Linked DNA regions of Sus scrofa: all the other regions are linked to region 3. A link is a contact called in public HiChIP or PLAC-seq and promoter capture Hi-C data. All regions are on one chromosome and are shown on one strand. Each heading gives the region's core, a stretch centred on a gene start, on an enhancer-like site or on the middle of the called end of the contact. The rest is flanking DNA. Distances are from core to core; before and after follow the strand shown. Region 1 overlaps ZNF45 (zinc finger protein 45). Region 2 holds the start of PINLYP (phospholipase A2 inhibitor and Ly6/PLAUR domain-containing protein). Region 3 holds the start of KCNN4 (potassium calcium-activated channel subfamily N member 4).

The links. Promoter capture Hi-C pulls out the DNA fragments that hold promoters and counts their contacts. HiChIP or PLAC-seq counts read pairs in DNA pulled down with a chosen protein or histone mark.
Region 1: an H3K27ac HiChIP or PLAC-seq map of alveolar macrophages shows a contact between it and region 3. The contact joins the enhancer-like site here to the promoter of KCNN4 in region 3. A contact is called at or near these places in 7 of 47 Hi-C or Micro-C datasets (embryonic fibroblasts, epiblast stem cells, fetal skeletal muscle and 4 more) and 1 of 2 datasets of contacts at active chromatin or transcription factors (alveolar macrophages).
Region 2: a promoter capture Hi-C map of fetal skeletal muscle shows a contact between it and region 3, with 2.4 times the contacts expected there. The contact joins the promoter of PINLYP here to the promoter of KCNN4 in region 3. A contact is called at or near these places in 1 of 5 promoter capture datasets (fetal skeletal muscle), 1 of 47 Hi-C or Micro-C datasets (embryonic fibroblasts) and 1 of 2 datasets of contacts at active chromatin or transcription factors (alveolar macrophages).

The regions. Positions count from the first base shown.
Region 1 is chr6:50,744,005-50,748,483 of Sscrofa11.1, forward strand. ZNF45 (zinc finger protein 45) reads left to right here. Exons shown (of 7, transcript XM_021094497.1): 2 at 2,655-2,817; 3 at 2,908-2,980. Among named protein-coding and RNA genes, the nearest start is that of ZNF45, 25 kb to the left of the region's middle. Within about 2 kb of position 1,422, at least 4 of the 83 cell types and tissues checked have an H3K27ac peak or open chromatin away from gene starts, as enhancers often do. A contact at or near this core is called in alveolar macrophages, where this site is marked.
Region 2 is chr6:50,424,943-50,429,162 of Sscrofa11.1, forward strand. PINLYP (phospholipase A2 inhibitor and Ly6/PLAUR domain-containing protein) reads left to right here and starts at 1,609. Exons shown (of 5, transcript XM_021097545.1): 1 at 1,609-1,913; 2 at 1,915-1,948; 3 at 1,950-2,022. The coding sequence starts at 1,726. It overlaps XRCC1 (DNA repair protein XRCC1), which reads right to left and starts at 788. Exons shown (of 17, transcript XM_013988646.2): 1 at 612-788. The coding sequence starts at 662.
Region 3 is chr6:50,592,169-50,596,561 of Sscrofa11.1, forward strand. KCNN4 (potassium calcium-activated channel subfamily N member 4) reads right to left here and starts at 1,350. Exons shown (of 9, transcript NM_214018.2): 1 at 1,063-1,350. The coding sequence starts at 1,221.

The sequences.
Region 1 (4,479 bases), core at 172-2,671, 150 kb after region 3:
AGGCTCTCTGGCCCCCGCCTCTTCCCCCTCAGAGCTCCCGTCTGCTGGGAGAGCATCTCTTTCCAACACAGAAGGAGTCCTCTGACTCACTTCCTCACTCCTTTCCTGCTTTCCTGCTGACTTGCTGATAAACAGGGACTCACAGCACCATGGGTTGAGTCCTGTCTTCCTGTCCGTCTTTTTCTGCCTCTTGTTTGTGTTCACGTACAATCGTGGCATGTGTTCCCTTGAGGTTTTTCCGTGATTCTGCTTTTCCGACTGAACCCAGTCATCCAGGAGTTCCCATCGTGGCGCAGTGGAAACAAATCCAACTAGGAACCATGAGGTTGTGGGTCTGTCCCTGGCCTCGCTCAGGGGGTTAAGGATCCGGCGTTGCCATGAGCTGTGGTGTAGGTCACAGACACGGCTCTGATCTGATATCGCTGAGGCTGTGGTGTAGGCCCACTGCTGTAGCTCCGATTTGATGCCTAGCCTGGGAACTTCCATGTGCCACAGGTGCGGCCCTAAAAAAACAAACAAACATAAAAACCCGCAGTCATCCTACAGGGCTTAGATCAAGCCCCGCTGATGTAGAACCTGCTCCGTATGAGTGTGGCCCTCAAGACCCATTACTTGTGCCTCCAAAGCGCCCCACTCACTAGCCCGGTACTGTGCAGCGTGCAGCTAGATTGCTGGCGTCCTAATCACTAGACTATCAACAGCTCGAGTAATTGTATCTTTTTAGTCTGATTTCCATAAATGTTCATTGAGTTAATAAACTCATTTTTTAAATAAAGAATTAACAAGTCAATCCTATCTAGTGCTAATCATGTAGGCAATGAAATATTTGCTGTTCTTCTCTCTCTCTCTCTCTCTCTCTCTCTCTCTCTATATATATATATATATATATATTTTTTTTTTTTTTTTGGCTGTGCCTGTGGCATGTGGAAGTTCCTGGGCCAGGGATTGAAATCATGCCACAGCAGCAACCAGTGCCACAGTAGTGGCAACACCAGATCCTTAACCCGCTGAGCTGCCAGGGAACTCCCCATTCTCAATATTTTGATGGACACATTTTGTGGATTTTGTAACAAGAGTCCTTTTAGGCATTAACTTTGAAGAGTGGAAAGCACCTTCCTAAAATGGTAACAGAGGCCCTTTTCTTTCCAGAGATGACCTTGCTCTTGCAAATATTGTGAAAGACCGAGAGGAAAAACATGGAAATAAAACCCCTCCTTTCCAAATCCTCTGTAGTGGGACCAGTCTCAGGATTTTACATCCCGGAGAGACCTTCGACCAATGAGTCTGGCCTTTCCCTGTGCCTCTGCTGGAAGGTGCCTGGGTGCTGGGCTCATGACATTGACATTGTCACTGACAGTGACTGCTGAGTGTTTACTGAGCAACCACTGTGCTCCTAGCACTGTTTTAGGTTCTTGGAATGTAAAGCTGAGTCAGTATTAATCACAAGACAGACAGTTGATTGACTAATTATCCCCTTTCCCCAGCGGTGATAGAGCTCTCTGTAAAACGCTTCTCACTGAGCAGAAGTCACCAGGCAAATGTAGAGTCAGCACAAAGTGAATTGCAAATTCTGAAAGGGCGTTTTTTTCTAAGATTGGAAAGGTGTTGTGTGTTTTTTGTCTTTTTTTTTTTTAGGGCTGCACCTGTGGCATATGGAGGTTCCCAGGCTAGGGGTCGAATCGGAGCTGCAGCTGCCGGCCTACACCACAGCCACAGCAATGCGGGATCCAAGTCATGTCTGCAACCTGAACTTGCGTCCTCATGGATACTAGTTGGGTTCGTTAACCACTGAGCCATGGTGGGTGGGCACTCCTGACTGGAAAGTTTTACACTACCCTTTTCTGTGCTACTCCTTCTGGAGTAGGACTGATCATGATTAATAAGGAATAAATTAACCAGTAATTAATTACTAATTTACTAATTGCTGATTAGTTAATTAGTAAGTAACTAATAATAATCTCTTAATATGGGTATTTCACTTGAAATTTCTATTCGCCTCCCAATCAATCATACCCTGGGAGCCACAGGGAGAACTTGTGTTCGGGCCACCGTATGTGGTTGGGCTGGTCGTTCCCAGGGGCTCTCGGCCAAGGTGTGAGCAGCATCTGGAATCCAGTCCACCGCCTCTGCTCATCAAGCCGTGTGCGGCTGCAGTCACCCCAAGGAAGGGCTTCCTTGACTCTTTCATATTAAGCAGCCACAGTGAATGTTTCAGCCGCTGCGGAGTCTTCTCTGTTTTATGTGTAGTCACTTGGACCAGCTTTCCTGTGACGTTGATGTTGTTATTACTCCTGTCATCATCCTCATCCCTAATTTATGGATCAGACACTGGGACTAAGTAGTAGCAGGTTGGAAGTGCCAGTATGCGAATAGTGGTGGTCTGATCCCAGAGCCTCTACAGCCAAACCAGCTCTGTTCTCCCCTCCTTCAAGCAGATCCTCTGGCTTCAGAATCATTTCTCGGTCCTTTATCCCTAACTCTCAAGATCTCATTTCTCTTGGTTAAATTTTGTTGCTGTTGTTAAAGTATAGTTGATTTACAGTGTTGGGCCAATTTCTGCTGTACAGCAAAGTGACCCAGTACTACATATTAGATCTCATTTCTCTTTCTGTGAAGCCTCAGCCTCCCATCTGTTTGTTTATTTTTTTCTTTAGACGCAGCAGAGAGAGAAGATACTGAAGTCTGGCTCTGGTGTAAGGACCGGATTCAAGTTCCAGCCTTGCCTCTCGACCTCCCCAAGCCTCAGCTTCCTTATCTGTTACGTGGGAACAACAGTCATCATTGTCATCATGTATTGAGAACTTGCTACAATGCCAGGTACAAGGCCAAGAGCATTGCATCATCAGCTCATTTATCCCCTGCAGTAACCCTGTGACTGACACTCTTTTTTGCCTCTCCTTGTGATAGCTGAGAAGAGGCACAGAGACGTTGGTGACTGGACAGGAGTCACACGACTACGACACCGGTAGCTTCTTCACAGGTGTGTGGCAGGTGCCTCATGAAACAAAGCGTTCAAATGCTTCTCAAGGTCTCTAACATGTGCTTTGAGTGCTTATTTCATGTGAAACATTGCCGTTTTTGTTGTTTTTATCATTACAATAATTACTATAGCTTTTTAGCCTAAATGTATTGATTACCTAACTTACTGTCAAATCACAAGATTTTATTAACTTTTCTTCATGATAAGAGTCTTTTTAAGGCCCCACTGTTAACACAGTCAAGTTGGAAAGATCTTTTGTCTTTTAAAAAACAGTCATCCAAAATGTCAAATTCAGGAGTTCCCGTCTTGGCTCAGCCGAAATGAATCTGACTAGCATCCATGAGGAAGCAGGTTCGATCCCTGGCCTCACTCAGTGGGTTAAAGATCTTGCGTTGCTGTGGCTCTCGTATAGGCTGGCAGCTACAGCTCTGATTTGACTTCAGCCCCTAGCCTGGGAACCTCCATATGCCACAGGTGTGGTCTTAAAAAACGAAACAAAACAAAAGTCAGATTCATAGAGAGAGTGGAATTGTGGTTATCAGGGGCCAACAGGAGGGAGAATGGAGAGTTCTTATTTAATGGGTATAGAGTCTGAGTTTGGGATGGTGAAAAAGTCCTGGAGATGGATAGTGGCGATGGTTGCACAACAGTCTGAAGGCAATTGAATCTTAATGAGCTCTCCCCCTCAAAAATGGTTACAATGGAAAATTTTAAGTTATATATACATTTACAAGAAAAAAAATTCATCAAAGTAATCTTAAATATTACTGCAAAGGCATCAAGATTAATGTGACAAACTAAGAGAGAGGAACAGATATTTCTGAGGTTAAAGGTGATTTTTGGAGTTCCCATTGTGGCTCAGCAGGTTGAGGACCTGACGTTGTTTCTGTGAGGATGCAGGTTTGATCCCTCACCTTGCTCAGTGGGTTAAAGATCCAGTGTTGCCACAAGCTGTGGTGTAGTTCACAGATGCAGCTCAGATCCAGTGTTGCTGTGGCTGTGATGTAGGCTGGCAGCTGCAGCTCTAATTCAACCCCCTAGCTAGGAAACTTCCAGATGCCCCAGGTACGGCTTTAAAAAGGAAAAAAAAATAAAGGTGATTTTTATACAACAAAGCAACAACCTCTTAAGCCTCCATTGAAACTATGAAAACAGGTTTTATTTTTTTAATTTTATTTTTAATTTTTTGGGTACGCCTGCTGCATACAAAAGTTCCCAGGCCAGGGACTGAACCAGAGCCACAGGTAAACTCCAAGCAATGCTGGATCCTTAACCCACTGAGCCACCAGTGAACTCCAAGGTCAGGTTTTACGTTTCTGAATATTGCCTGCATTTCTGCAGAGAAATACCCTGAAGGTGTTCTTTGAGCTTTCAGCCTATCCACAACAGTCCTATGAGCTAGGCATTGTTAATCCCTGCATTTCACAGATGGGAGAACTGAGGGACAGAGATACTAAGAATTTGTCTAAGATTTCATAGCTGATATATGGTGGACCCGT
Region 2 (4,220 bases), core at 359-2,858, 170 kb before region 3:
ACGGCTGCCAGGAAATTCCCCCGTGGCCTCCTTAGAATCCCCAGAAGTTCCTTTTTGAAAGGAAAATCAAAATGAAGTCCGTTTTGCTAAGAGAGCTCGCTAAAATGGAGCTGGGAGGCCACTGAGGAACTGTGCCCATGCAGGTCTCAGCCTGGACGGAACCTGACCTTGTGACCGCTTACTGCATTAACACAGATATCCAAAACATCTGCTAGAAACTCAAGATACTAATCCAACCTTCTCGGTAAATAACTCATGCCAGCCTATCTATTTATGGCTCCCTTACCCTAAAGTAACTCATGACAGCCTATTCTTTAAAGCTAAATGTTTCCTTACTTGTTTCAGAGTCAACTACAGTTCTCTCCAGACAACTTCAACCTAACGAGCCTTCGTCCTCATAAGCTCCTGACTCTCTTTCCCAACCCTCTTTCAGCTTTATGGGAATCTATATCTCTCGAATTGCAATTCCTAAGACTCCAAATAAAGTTCGTTGTTCTTTGCAGCCCAGATGCTGATTTCTCTTCAACACCTTTTAGACTCCAAAAGTTCTCATAGAGACCCCTCACGATTTCCTTTACTTCTTCCAACCTCCCCCCACGCCAGTCCCTCACCGAGTCCTGGCTACTGCAGGACACCACATGGCGGAGGCGGATCTCCGGCATGTCAGCGCCGTGGGCTTCGCCTGGCCAGAAAGACGCAGGAGGGTCTGAGTTTAGGGGGCGGACAGGGGGTGCTCCCTGCGCGGGCTTAACTGCGCAAGCGCGCGAGGCTCGGGCCTTTCAAACAGCGGCGCGCCGGAGGTCGCGTCAACACTGCGCAAGCCCAGTGCGTCTCTCCAGCCAGAGGCCAGAGGCGCTGTTCCCTAGCAACGAACGAGCTGTTCCCGCCTCCCTCAGGCCAAACAGCTCTCTAGCCCCTCCTCCCAGTGACGTTCACACCCAGCGTTCGGAGAGAGAGTCTTGCTACCCGAACGGCCTCGGGTAGTGGGACCCAGAAGAAATTCGCCATCCTCACCGCCCAAACTGAAGCCCGAAAAGCAAGAGGGCAGCAAACCTGAGCAGATCTTTGCAGGGATCTGCAACCGGATCCCCTCAGCGGTTGCTGGCTACTCCCTTGCCGCCGCTCCCCCGCCCCGCCCAACACACAAGGAAAAAAAATCTCGGACCTTTGAAAGTTATGCCTGAGGCCAAGAGAGAGTGGGTAAAGGACCTAAATAAAACCCAAAGCACGTGCCCAAGGCAGACACACAAGCAGCCTCGACGGCTCCCAACCCTGCCTCAGTTGTCCAATATGACCTGTGGGCATCCGTCTCGTAACACGCCCATCCCTGCCGGTTGACAGGCACCCATCTGTTCGGTCCCCACGAGACCCAGAAGCGCATCTTCGGGTGGGGTTGGAGCTGGAGAGAGCCTTAACACAGAAAAGGGAGTATGAACCAAGCGTGCCAAGAAAGGAAGGGAGACTAGGCGCCGGCGCCTCTGCAGAACGAGCCTGGACAAGGTGGGCGCTCCCAGCTAGGGCCCCGCCCACGCTGAGGACCTCCCTGGGAAGAGAGAGAGAAGGGAGAGGGCATCTCAGTCCTTCCAGCCGCTCTATCCTACAGGGAATCTAATGTCCAGATTCTGATCTTGGGCTTCAGGCCAGAAAATAAAAGGTCGGGGAAGGATCGGTGGGAAAGGGAAAAAAGAGGGAAGTGCCCGTCTGAGTCCTGATGGAAGAAAGGCGATGGAGGCCCAGACTCCTGGGGTCCGGGCGGAGGAGGGGGCTGGGCACCAGATGCCCATGTCCCTTTTGGATTCTGGTTCTGTTTCTCCTACCCAGAGGTGCAGAGGCCTGCCCCCAGATCTTACACATCAGCCACTTTTCACCCTAGGGGTAAGTTGTGTCCAGACCCACCCCTCCTCAGTTTCCCATGAGCTGGGGTCCTGGAACTGCAGGCTCACTCACCCAACATGAGGACTTCCGTGAAACCTGAGACCTTCCTGCTGGCCTCTGCCCTGCTCTGCACCCTCCTGGGTCTGGGTGACTAGGGGCCTGGACTTCTGGGACTCCAGGAAAGAAGACTGACAGCATTCAGCAAGGTCCTCCAGGGGGAAAGAGTCCGAAAATTCAGATTCATGGTGAAAGCAGAGGGTAAAGGAGAGAAAGCTTGGGATCCCAGAGGAGGAATAGCTCAAAAACTTGCATTTGAATCCCTGAGAAAGGAGTGGGGGTGGGTGGGCTCTGAATCCTCTGATCCCTGGGGGAAGGCACTCAAAATAAGGTATCTGGGGAGTTCCCGTTGTGGCTCAGCAGGTTAAGAACCCAATTAGTATCCATGAGGATGCAGGTTTGATCCCTGGCCTTGCTCAGTGGGTTAAGGATTCTGGTGTTGTTTCGAGCTGCGGTGTAGGTTGAAGATGTGGCTCGGATCTGGCACTGCTGTGGCTGTGGCACAGGCCTCAGCTGCAGTTCTGATTCAACTCCTAGCCTGGGAGCTTCCATATGCCTCGGGTGTGGCCCTAAAAAGACCCCCAAAAATAAATTAAGACCCATTTGAATTCTAGAAAATCAGATCAGAGTATGACCAGAAAGGGAATTTTTTTTTTTTTTTTTTAATGGTTGGAAAGGGAGAGATTTCCTTTCTCTCAGGACTCTACGGAGTTCTGGTCCCCAATCCCCTTCTCTCTTAGATGCAGGAGTTCAAGAAAACTCCACCTTCCTGAGGACCCAGGTGTCTGGGCCCCTAGTTGCCTCCTCTCTCACGACCAAGGGGTCCATGCCCTTGCCCTCCTGGCCCTCACCCCTCCTTCTTGACTGGGGGTGCAGACCTACGGAGGGTAACTAAAAGGAAGAGGCCCACATCTGAGAACCACTTGGATCCGAAGGTTCACAAAAGTCCATGCAAATCTTCTTCCCCAGCTCCCCCACTCCCCATCCCAGTTCCCAAGCTTTCTCCAAGGACCCTAGCGTCCAAAGCCCCCAGCCTTGTAGTTTGGGAAACTTGCCCCAGGTAGAGTCGCTTCCCGTCCCTGCAAGAGCTTCAGACAGTTCCCTGGACAGAGGTCAGTGCCCCGCCCATGAACGATCTGGAGGCTGTGAGGTGTGTACAGGCTCCGACTCACCTGCGGTGGAGATGTGAGGACTTGCGACGCCGACCGGGACTCATGCGTGGTCCGGGCGGCTGAGACGTCAGAAGTAAGAGGGCAGGGGCAGAGTCAGATCCGGGGGGCGGGGGGGGGGTGCCTTCAGGGGAGCACATGCGCACTGGGAGGAACCTTTGCGTGGTGAGCGGGCAGGAAGAGGGAAAGATAATCCAAGGTGGACAGAGCGAGGATGCTGATGGGAAGACCACAACCGCCATTGTCATCGCTTTCTGAAAATGAGGCTCCCAAGCAGAAGATGGGGGGAGGAGCGGACAGAAAGACTTTCTTAGGCACGAAGGGATTATCAGGAAAGAAAGGACAAGGGGAAAGAGAGAAATCCAGACGCGGGGAGAGGGGGGAATCCAATATGCAAGAGGCGAAATGGGGTATGGAAGAGAAGGAAAGGGCTGGGATGGGTTGAAGGAACGCCATCAGGTTGGTCATGTGGGGCAAAAGGGATATCCCAGGGATGGAGGGGTAGTGGGGACTGGAAGAGATCTTTTCTTTTCTTTTGCTTTTTAGGGCCACACCTGTGGCATATGGAAGTTCCCAGGCTAGGGGTTGAATCAGCTGCAGCTGCTGGCCTACACCGCAGCCACAGCAGCACTAGATTGGAGCGCCAGATCTTTAACCCACTGAGCGAGGCCAGGGATCCAACTTGCATCCTCATAGATACTAGTTGGGTTTGTAACCAGCTAAGCCACAATGGGAACTCCATGAAGAGACCATTTCTTTTTTTCTTTTTTTGCTTTTTAGGGCCACACCCGTGGCATATAGAGGTTCCCAGGCTAGGGGTGCAATCAGAGTGACAGCTACTGGCCTATGCCACAGCCACAGAAACATCAGATCTGAGCCTATGCACAGCCACAGCAATGCAGGATCCCAGCAACGGGGGATCCAAGCTGCATTTTTGATGTACGCTGTGCTTGTGGCAATGCCAGATCCTTAACCCAGTGAGCAAGGCCAGGGATCGAACCTGCAACCTCATGGTTCCTAGTCAGATTCATTTCCACTGCGCCACAATGGGAACTCTAAGAGACCATTTGTGACAGGAGGAGGAGAGATGATATTGGGGTAGAGGGAGAGATATAAAAG
Region 3 (4,393 bases), core at 100-2,599:
CCTCCCCTGCTGGGCGGGATGCCGAACCGGGAGCGGCGAGTCGGGCCCAGCCATGCTTCCTGTTGGCATGGGCTTCGGTGGCCTGGCCACCCAGCCAGAGGAAGCCGGCCTGCCCTGATCCTCCGTGCAGCTCCTGGTCACTTCAGAGCTGCCTGCCTCTCCCACCCCCACGTCCAAGCCTGAACCCTGTGCTCCAAGAATCTCCCAACTCAGTCCTCAAATCGGTGTCCCCCCTCCACCAGCCCAGTTCCACGTCCCTTACCCCAGACAGACCTCAACCCCTCCTTTCCTGTTGAGCAATTCTGTCCCGTCCTCAAGCCGCCAGTTCTGACCCACGTCCTTCATCTGCCCCCATCGCTGCCCAGACCGGGGCTGGAATGTGCTGGGAGCCTGCTCAGACCTGTCCCGGCCCCACCTGTCCTTTCCTTCCCCTCTCACACCATCCTCAAAGTCAGCCCCTCTTCCCACAAAGATGCCCTAAGCCGCTTTCCCCTTCAAACCCAGGAGCCCGGGCCCCCAGCCCCTCCTCCCGGGGGACCCCGCAGTCCAGGCTGTGATGAAGCTGCCTCTCCCTTATTTCCCAGACGGAACAGCCTGTAGATTCTGGGGGTGGGGGCTGAGCTTCTTAATGCCGGAGATGGGGGGGGGCTTGTTTTCCCACCCCCACCCCAGCCAGTTCTTTTCGTCTCTGCCCTCTGCCTCTGAGATACTGGGCAAATGCCAGAGTTCAGATAAGGACCAAGGAGCCGCCGCCTACTGGAAGAAGTTAGTCTTTCTCCCTACCCTCCCTTCTCTAAACCTGGGGTTACCTCTCCCCTAATTTGATCAGCCACCCCCCGGCCTCCAGGGTTCCTGGATCTCCAACTGTCAAATTGCAGTACCTTCCAAGACTGACACTCTGTAACCCCTCTTCCCCTCCTTTTGCAGGAGCGCTCCCAATGTTCACCTCCCTGAGACCCAGGAGTCCCAGCCCCCAGCCTCCTCCTCTCTCAGATCCAAGATCCAGGCCCCCAGCCCCTCCTCCCTGAGACCCAGGAGTCCCAGCCCCCAGCCTGCACTCACCGAGCACCCCCCGAACCATAGCATCTCCGCGTGCAGGACCATGAGCCCGATGCCGATTCCCGCCAGTGCAACTGCCCAGCCAGCCAGATGCTTCTCCTGCTCCAGCAGGCGCTTTCGCCGCCGCAGGGCCCCTAGGCCCGGCACCAGCTCCCCGCCCATGGCCCCCAGGGTCTTGGGGCTCAGCCAGCTTCCTTCCCAGGGTCCCCCAGCTCGCAGCACGCAAAGGGCAGCCACTGTGGCTTACAGGTCCCCGGCCTGCTCTGCTCCCTTGCTCTGGGCTCTTGCTTTGAGGCACGGCAGAGCCTGTGCCCTCTGGGGGGTGGTGACTGCTGGGCAGGGCGGGGAGGTGCTCGGGAGGCCCCTGGGCTGAGGGGAGGCTCCCCAACCCCCCCCTTCTCAGACTAAGGAGGGGCTGGGGTGTGTCTCGGGGCACAGCAAGGAAGAGGCGTGTGTCCACGTGGATTAAGAGGCACACTGACACACAATGGGCTTTGTCACACACAACGGTCTGCAGCGTGTAATACACACCTACACTCAGCCACACCCAGACACCACGCGACCCTGGGTGATACACTCTCACACCCAGCATGGCCCGAGATGGAACCCAACACCCATGGGCACACAACACAACCTACACTGAGTGACTCACAACTCCCAACAAGCTCTAAAACCCACAGCCACACCCAGACACCACACACATGGTGTGACACACGCTGGCACTTAGTGAGGCAGGCAGTGCCCAGTGGCACACATGGCCACCCAATATTGTCCACACACAGCCACAAACTTTGCAGTCAAAGTTGGCACAACATCCTCTGACACAAACAGTCCCACCCAGGTGCCACACACAGGATGATGCCTAGTTGTAGCTACGAAAACACAATATATGCAAGTGTTCCACAGACACACAGTCTATATTGACCTAGCAATATCCACATGCCACACACAGCATGTCCTTGTGAACGAGGCACTCATGACGCCCCAGACCTCACACACCTGTGCAAGGATACCCAACACGCGCAGACAGCTTTTATGGACACACGCATGGCAGGCTCCACCGTCCAGCACAGAGGACCACACTGCCCTGCATCCTGGCCTTGGCCACTCAAGCACATACACTCACAGAGTGATTCAAAACACGCTCGGATTCACTCCGACACACAATATACCCCCATGCACAGCGCCATTTGATACAGAGTCAAAGGACAGAATGAATGGATGCAGGGGGGCCAGACCTATAAGCGCAGTGACTCATTCTGGTGTAAGACATTCTGGTCTATTTTGGTGCATCACAGAGGACACAGCAGGGCATGGTGCCCCGGGAGGGGGCAGGTGGCGCGGGGACTGGGCACAGGTGACATGGACCCCGATGCCCAAGAGCGACATTGCACAGAGTAAAACATGCACCATTGCCTTGGACTGACAACACCCCCACACGATACACTCCAACAGGGGTGGCCCACAAACAGCGTGTGCAGAGTAATACATGAAGAGACAGTGACACAAAACACGTGATACGCTATTTCCCAGCATGAACACAATGTTACGTGAACCTGCAGGTGTGACCCACTGACACAGCCGACACTTAGGCCCGCCACAACAAGCACTCGGCACCAGGGGACGCCCTCTGGTACAATGTGATACACGGCTGTGCAAACACAACTCTGAGTGTGGGTTCCCAGGCTGTGTTCTTGGGCAGGGAAAGGAGAGGCTCCCAACATGGACATAACACCTTGAAGGAGACACAGGGTCATATCACTGAGTGATACACAGCATTACACATGTACACACACACACATAACACCCAAAAAGACACACTACACATGCTGACACACAGAGCGGCAAATGCAATGCAGAATAATGACTCCCAGAGTGACAACCATGTGGCAGGTGGCCACATGCGGCAGCACTGAAGTCATGCACGGATCTGTACACCTGAACACAGATCAAAACCCTCCAACAGCAACTCATGGGGACTCACTGTCAGGGGGAGACCAAACTCCTCACATGGTGGCCCCAGTGGCCCCACGGATGCCACTCTTCGGAGTGGGGGGAAACACAGCCATAACCCCTCTCCCCTCCAGCGGCATATGTCATGCAGGAACATGGACCCGCCAGCCACAGGGCAATGAGACACTCACACACAGACATGCCTGGCGCCACACCAACACAACCCACACAGACACACCCAGAAACACCAAACCGCACACACAGACACGCCTGGTGACAAAAACACAACCTATGCCGGGCCCCCGCCCCACGGTGCGCATGTGATTCCCACTTGGGATGAGACGCAGCAGCGGAGAGTGATGGAGACGCGCCCCAGGCACCCAGAGGCTGAAGATGTGGCTGCAGGGCGATCGAGAGGCTGCAGCCCTGACGCCCCTGCACCCCTGCTGCCTTCTCCTCCCTCTCAGCTTCTGGCCTCACCTTGGACTCGTCTGCGTCTCTCCTCCTCCGGAAGCCTCTGGGTCCAGCTAATCTCTGTCTCCGTCTGTCCTCCTCTGTCTGTTTTCTCTCTCTGTCCCCCTCTCTCTTCTGGCTCTGGCTCTGTCTAAGTTTCTCTGACTCTGTTTGTCTGATTCTGTTTCTCTCTCAGGCTCTGCCTCTCTTTGGGTCTTTGTGTCGCTTAGCATCTCTGTGTCTGCTTCTATCCTGCATCCCTCTGCTGTCCTCCGTCACTCTCTTTCCCTGTCCCTGACTGTCTCTGGGTCCTCTCTCTCTCTGTGTTGGTGGCTGTTGGTGTCTCTATCCCTTGTTCTCTGTCTCCACCTCTGCGTGTCCTCTCTCCCATCTCTAGCGCTCCGTCTCCATCTCCTGCTGACTCTAGGTCTCTCAGCCTCTGTCCATGACTTGGTTTCTCTGTCTCGTTCTCTCCCTGTCTCATGGCTCCCTTTAGGGCTCTCTCTGTCTCTGTCTCTCTCTCTGGGTCTCTCTTTGCTTAGCTCTGCCTCAGTTTCTCTCTCCTGTTCACCGGCACACCTGGGGACTGCCTTGCCCCTTGCAGTTCCACTCCAGCCTCGTTCAGGGGACAAGGGCCAGAGACACAGAGATTATCGGCTGTGTGAAGGGATCAGAGGCCACGGGACAGAGACGTCCAGCCCCCCGGGCCCTCCACAGCCTCTGCTCCGGTGCAGGCGACTGTGAGACCATGACGCAGAGGGAGGAGAGACAATCAGGGAGACCTTGAATGCTGTAGCCAGCGGAGAGGGAGACAGACAGACTGAGGACGAGGGGAGGGAGAGAATTTGTGTGTGTGTGTCTTTTTGCCATTTTCTTGGGCCCCTCCCGCGGCATATGGAGGTTCCCAGGCTAGGGGTCTAATCGGAGC